Regions from separate parts of the Ovis aries genome. Here region 2 is linked to region 1. A link is a contact called in public Hi-C data. All regions are on one chromosome and are shown on one strand. The core of a region is the stretch at or near the end of the contact, and the rest is flanking DNA. Distances in the headings are between cores, read along the strand shown.

What was found. A called contact is a pair of places that touch in the nucleus more often than the background predicts.
Region 2: a Hi-C map of hypothalamus shows a contact between it and region 1, with 2.0 times the contacts expected there. The contact joins the enhancer-like site here to the promoter of EHBP1 in region 1. A contact is called at or near these places in 2 of 16 Hi-C or Micro-C datasets (hypothalamus and mixed tissues).

The regions. Positions count from the first base shown.
Region 1 is chr3:45,562,926-45,566,753 of ARS-UI_Ramb_v3.0, forward strand. It overlaps EHBP1 (EH domain binding protein 1), which reads right to left and starts at 1,801. Exons shown (of 23, transcript XM_060412059.1): 1 at 1,597-1,801.
Region 2 is chr3:45,774,931-45,778,443 of ARS-UI_Ramb_v3.0, forward strand. No RefSeq gene overlaps it. Among named protein-coding and RNA genes, the nearest start is that of TMEM17, 43 kb to the left of the region's middle. Within about 2 kb of position 1,736, at least 10 of the 54 cell types and tissues checked have an H3K27ac peak or open chromatin away from gene starts, as enhancers often do. A contact at or near this core is called in hypothalamus, where this site is marked.

The DNA.
Region 1 (3,828 bases), core at 551-3,050:
CTTTTTTTTTTTTTTTAAATAACCTGTCTGCTAACTAAATTTATCGGAGAACCTTAAATATAGAATATTTTAAGATCTTTCTATCCACTTAGCTGATAGGGAATAGCAACTGAGTATTGATCACATGAAATGTTATTAATGGCACATAAAAGGTATAGTCCCTGCTCTCAAAGAATTTTCAGAAACAGATGTTCAATATACATGCAGGAAATTAACACAAATCACTTCACCTCTCTGAGTCCCAGTTTCTTATTCTGTCAAACAAATCATCACGCTTCCTTTCTGGGATGTTGAGATAAGTATGTAATGGAAGATGGAAGATAAGTATGTAAAGTGCCTGACATACAGTAAACAGTCAATAAATAGCAATTAATAATGTACATCATTGTGTGTGTTAGCAAACAGAGTCTAACATAATACATAATAAACATCAAAACTTGACCTTCAAGAATAACTTGGGCACTACTTAGTTGTTACCAAACATCGCTACCTCAAGGAATAGCAAATCTCAAAATAAACTACTTTCAACATTATTTGTCTTCCATTAAACTCAGTGATTACCTAGAGTGGAACACCAATAACCTATGTATACTCAGAATTTTTCAATAATTACTAAGAATTCACTTAGCCCCAACCCCCATGACCACTTTCCATGCGATATATCATCTGAGATCTTTTGTCATTCTAGAAATTACCCTTTTCTTAAGGTTCTCATTTCTCCTACCTACCAGTATGTACCAATAAGTACATCCTACTGACCCTCCCCCCTCCCAAACTGTGTTTCTGCCTTTTTCTAAACCCCTATTAACTCAGGTCTTGATTTATCATCTCCTTCCATCCCAGGCTTAATCTGCATGTAATACACCTGTGGATATAAGTAACTTTAATTGTCTTGTCCATTTGACCCAGGTGTTGACTGCAAAATGTTATAGCTGTTTTACTTAAAAGATTCAACATTTAAAATAATTTCTATATTGCCTTTAAATATCACCAAGCTTGCAGTGAAAATAGAATATAAAAAAAGGAAAATACCACCCCAAAATTTCAAATCCTCTGTGCCATGACAGTTTTGAAATGATAGAAATTTTTTTCATTGAAGCAGCTTTGCCAGTTAACCACCTAAATGGAGATTCTAGTCTATGAAGTGCAACCATAGGCTTGAATTATTATCATCTCTGGTAATAAAATTCTTATCCTTGGGTTTTACAGTTTTTGCAGTAAAAAATTGTCAGAGGTATTATTGCAGGATTTAACTACTAATAGAACTTATCTGTGCCTTAGTCATAGTAATAAGATTTACCTGCAACAATAGCACTGCACTGCAGATTTTTGCATTGTGTTTTCCAGTTACCATAGCAGCTATACAATACACAACAATATTACTGCCATTTTTAACTGCTAATACAATTACTATTTCTTTTATGCCCATAACAAACAAACTTCTGACAATCCTACAGCAATATTTATATCCTTAAAAAGCTCACTGTGGCAGGCTAATACTTTTGAAATATTAACTGAAGTTTTTGTAGTAGTTGTTTTTCCAAGTATTCTTTTTATCCTGTGGCCTTTCTCCTCCCATACCCCACCCAAAGATACCTTCAGCATCATGTTAGTGTTAGTCGCTCACTTGTGTCCAACTGTTGTGATCCCATGGACTGTAGCCTGCCAGGCTGCCCTGTCCGTGGATTCTCCAGGCAAGAGTACTAGAGTGGGTAGCCATTCCTTTCTGTAAGGCCGGACCCCTGAGGCCATGATGGGCCGCCCCTCCTCTCCTTCCTGCAAGCGAGGGGAAGTCCCTAATGGAAGGCGCCTCCCAGATCCCGGGGACCAATGACAGCACACTTCACCAGCTAAAGCCGCCCCACCCCAGCCACGCAGAAGGATCTGTCAGCCCGCGACGCCTCGGCCTGGCGACCTATCCGAACCCCCGTCCATCTAGCCTGACCATCCCTCCCAACGAACATATAAAAACCACCCCCAACACAGTCCCGTTTGGCTCGGACTTCCTCTACCTGCCTCGTTCGGGTCCAGGAACCCCGCCTGGGAGCGCTTTGCCATTAAAAAGCCTGTTAGACACTCTTTTGGTATCCTGGTCTTTTACCTAACACTTTCTCCAGGGGGATCTTCCCAACCCAGGGATCAAACCCGAATCTCCCGCATTGCAGGCAGATTCTTTACCGTCTGAGCCAGAAGCCCCATATCTACCGTCAGATAGACTGGGTTTTGCTTATTGTTTCAGGAAAGTGATACAACAGAATATAAAGAAACAAGGAATTTCTCCTTGTTTTTGAGTTTTGAAACCCAAACCCTTTGGGGGTAATGAAATATATCCAATTAGAGACCTATACTGTTCAATATGATAACCTATAGCTATATGTGACTACTGAACATTTGAAATGTGGCTAGTTGAAATTGAGATGTGCTGTGGGTATAAAATACACACCAATTTCAAAGACTTAGTATGTACAAATGAAGAGGATATATCTTATTTAAAAGTTTTCTATTGACTGCCTGTTGAAATAATATTTTAATGTATTGGATAAAAAAAGACATTAAAAATTAATTTCATTCATTACTCTTTTAATGTGGCTACTGGAAAAATTTTAATTATACATGTGGCTTTCCTTATTTTCCTGTTGGACCATGCTGGTATATACAATAGTATAACTTCCTTGCCTAGAAATAAGAAATGGATTTCCTGGACTGGAATGGGATTAAGAAGTTGGCTGGAAAGTAATGAGAGGCTACATGCTGGTGGGTCCCAGAGAGCAGAACTCACTGCTCTCTTCTCACTCTATTCTGTCAGAAGCCTTTGGCAGGATCTATCTATAGGAACTGAGAGCCAAGAGAGATAATTTCCATTCATTTTATTTGTTAGAGCCCAGGGAGGTGGCAAGACCCTAAGATAAGAAAAGGCTGGGTCGTGTGTCCAGTCCAGCCAAGACCAATTCAATAGCATTTTTTGTGCTGAATGAAATGTTCTATACATGAGTATCCAATACAGTAGCTTCTAGCCACTAGGACTATTGAGGAAAACCGCTAGGGCTCAGAAAGGTGGCTAGCCTAACTAAGGAGCAAAAGTTTTATTGAGTTTTAATTAATTTAGATTTCAACAGCTGCATGTGACTGGTAGCTACCATAGTGGACAGTGAAATCTTGCATAGTACCACGGAGGTTCTGGAAGCCCAACATAGTGAGCCCCAGATACCCAAAAGGGTGCAGAGACAGCAGAAGCAGCAGACCTAAAGGAACCTTGCTGATTGGCCAAGGTCAATCCAGCAGCAATCTGTAGGGCCAGCTGCCTTTGAGGAAAGATACAGAGTGGAAATCTTAGGGGAGCCAGCATTGGCAGAGGAGCAGCAAAGATCAAATGTTTCATCCTCTTTCTCTGACATGCTAATCCTATAGAAGTTTCCTCAGTTTAGATGCCAAACTGACTATGATTAAGTATCTGCCACCCCTTGTGAAATCAGAGCTTGAACTAGAAATTGGCTTGAGTTATGGAAAAATGAAATTATATTTCTTACAAACCTGAATTTTGTAAAACTTGAGGTCTGTACCTGCTATACAACTGAAAGTAATAATTCTAACAAAATGCTTAGAAACCTATGTTTATCTTCTTAAAAGGAAGCTCTTCTTTTCTCTATCATTAAAGGACCCAAGTTCTTTGGTGGACATGAAAGCTGCATCAGAAAACCATCTTTCAACTAAAAACAGAATATTCGTTTATGAAATTGTTTCTGTTCCAATTACCCATGAATGAATCCTTACAGTTAGCCATAATGAACCTTTGCACATTGAACCTGAGATGGCACTAAACTCTAGGAC
Region 2 (3,513 bases), core at 486-2,985, 210 kb after region 1:
GAAGGCACATTAAGGGATATAGAAAGGCCCTGAGCTTCCCTCGGCTACAGCCTGGCCTGAGATCACATATCCTGCCTTGTCTCTCAGTCTTTTCATGGGTCACGTCAGGGGCGTCCTCTGTGATGGTAGGTCAGCTCCATCTGGCTTCCTGACCCCAATCCTTGGTCTCATCTCTGATTCCAACCTCAACCTATGCCAGCTAGCCTCACCCTGATAGCAGCTTGTCTCAAGAGCAGACCTGTGTCTCTTGCATCCTCCACTTGAAAATGTCTGTGATGCTGTAGACACTAGTGGGAGCCCCCTTGAATTTACACATGCACAGCCCTGACATGCAGCAGAGTTAATGCCTCCCACAGAACCCTCAATGGGCAACAGAAGCTGATGTATGTCTCCAGCTGATCATCAGGCAGACCAGCCTGGGAGCCGAGCCCGGGTGGGATTAAGCTCCATTTACAGAGCTATGACCTTGATGTGTAGTGGTGTAGTGTTAGTCGCTCAGTTGTGTCCAACTCTGCAACCCCATGGAGTATAGCCAGCCAGGCTTTACTGCCCATGGAATAACTGGAGTGGGTAGCCATTGCCTTCTCCAGGGAATCTTCCCAACCCCAGGATTGAACCCAGGTCTCCTGCATTGCAGGCAGATTCTTTACCATCTGAGCCACCAGGGAAGATGTCTATATTGGCTTTCTTTCCCCTCCCTCCCCCTTTTCCCCATGCCTTGCTTCTGCTCCCTGAAGTCACCTTCCATATCAACTACCCGCACACATACTTTTAGGTTGGGCTCAGCCTTCTAGAGGGTGGACCCAGAATAGGAAACATAATATTTCTGTGTAACCTCAATAAATCCCAGCGCCCCTTGAGGCTCAGTCTTGGCAGGAAGTCCGGCAAACAATAATGGTGTCATACAAAGGAATCTGAACCTTCAGTATCTATAAAGATGCATCAAAGAGGAGCCAGCACTTTCTAAATTCCCTGTGTCTGTGTCCCAAACCATCTTCCAGCTACTTCAGACCCCTTTAGATGCCATTCTTACTGTTCTTCTTTTCCATTCCTTTATTGCATGAATGTAGTTAGCAATGGCCTCCTGATTTCAGCTTCCCTGAAGAGCCAGCAGCAATCTTCTTCAGTGGTGGTGGCAGAATGGGGGACTCTGGCTTCTTCCCAATGTCCTCCTCCTTTGGTTCTGGGATAAAAGTTAGACTGCAAGCTTCTAGGGCACAAACACAGAGCCTGGCTTGCATAGTCCCTACAGCAAACCTGCAGGGAGATGACCTTTTTACTGTCATGGCATACAGGGAAACGGGCATTTTTGTACCATAGACACAATAGCTAAAACTGCCAACCCAAGGGCCAAGGAGCTCCCCATCTTGCTTGGCAGAGCATCCCCATTTGGACACACCAGTGTGTCAGACCACCCTAGTTGGGAAGGTGAGGAACCAGGGCCCCCACGCTGTGGTGGGTCCTGAGAACATGTGGAGAGCTGGCCCTCTCTCGGCTTCTAATGAACAAGAGCACGGCTTGACATTTTCCTGCACATTCTTACATTTCCCACCGCCTCCCTGCCCCCATCCATACATTCCACAACACGGCAATTAATTGTTCTCTGCTGTTCAGCAGCACTGGTGTGAGCAGCCACGCCTGCAGCCTCGCTTTGTTCCCAGTTTAATCAGTGGCTGTCCCTGGCTGTCCCTCAAAAAGCAGACAAAACCAGCCAGCTGCAGACCCAGCTGTCAGCAAGCCCCTACACTGGCATTCAAGTGGCCACAAGAGAACCCACACAGTGCCCGGACAGGGTCCATTCTTCGCCTTTCTCCTCCCCACAATTGACAGGCTCTGAGGAAGGAAACGTGAGTGCTGGGCTTGGCAGCGGGGGCAGGAGGCTCTTGTTAACAGCTTGCCTTCCTGTTTATACGGGGTCTGGCAAAACTGTTAATTTCTCTCACAGAGGTGACAAATGGAAAAACCAGAACGCCAGGGAGTGGCAGCCTGGAAAACAGCCTCGGAACAACTTCTTGAAGCAAAGCAGGAGGCTGTGGGTCAGGGGGAGGACTATCTTGGGTTCCCTGGCCCAACAGAGAGGACCTCATGCGCTTAGCTGTCCCTCCAAAAAGACACAGTGAGCCTCACCATGTGGGTGTGCTTCTCCTGTGCATGCTAAGTCACTCAGTCACGTCTGACTCTGTGACCCTATGGACTGTCGCCTGCCAGGCTCCTCTGTCCATGGGATTCTCCAGGCAAGAATACTGGAGAGGGTTGCCATGCCCTCCTCCAGGGGATCTTCCTGATCCGGGGATCAAACCACGTCTCTACATCCCCTGCATTGGCAGGCAGGTTCTTTACCACTAGCACCACCCGAGAAGCCCCGCATTCTATCTACTTCCCAACAAAGTGGCCCATGACAGAAACTGTAAAGTCCCTGTGGATCTGCATTATTACCTTTGGAGTCTGTCCCCATCATCCATGAGTGATTTCTGATCTGGGTCTGAAGCTGAAACCACTCCAGGAAATAAACCAGGCTTTGGCTTATTTGCTTTATTTAAATAAACCCCTGTGCACTGCTTCCCCCTGGCATCCTGAACCCTGGGCAGTGTTTCTCACCCCAGCTGTACAGCACCTGGGGAGAGCCTGACCTATTACTCTGGGGAGGGTCCTGCGTGCTGACGTGATTTAAAAGCTGCTCAAGGGATTCTAATCAGTAGCCAAAGTGGAGAATGTCAGGGGTAGGAAAATTTTCCTTCACCCTCTTAGATTCAGTACTGAGGGACTTCAGATTTAATGACAAATACAGATCAACAGGAGAAAAGGCATACAAACTTATTAATATTTTACATGCACAGAATTCACAAAAAAGATATGCCCTTAGCAAAGGAGAGAGGGCTTTGGCTCCAAGGGACAATAAATTATGGGCAAGTGACAATGAAATATATGTGGAAAACCAGTGGAAGATAAGGATAATTTTAGTAAGGTTTGCTTATGCAGACTCATCTTGGTGCTGACTCTTGGTGATAAGAGTCGCTCTCCTCTTGCTGGTGTGGGAATGGGTATGTCTTCAAAAGAGAAATTTATGCCTTGCTTTTAGGTGGATAAGGGGAGGGCAGAGAACTCTTCCTGCAATTTTTGCTTCTCAATTGCCTTCAACTTAAAATTATCCATATTCCAAAATGGCATATTTGGAGGGGGCATATGCTGATCCCCTTTAAGAACTACTGGTAAAGAATAAATTACTGTTGCTGTTTTCATTACCAACTATTATTATTTTAAGAGCAATGCGAGCTTATTTCAAAAGGCTGTTTGTAGAGGTGAGGATGGAGGCAAGGAATGAGATGAGGAGTAAGTCAGTTCCAACAGTCACAGCCTCCTACTGGGGTGAACAACAGTCCCTACTTGACAGGAATTGGGGCGTGGGTTTGGGGAAGTGTTCCTGAGATCTAGGACTCGGTGTTAAAACTGGAAAAGTCAGTGCCCCCTCCACTAGCTCTGAGGGTGCCATGGGCTGTCTTTTACCATGTGGGT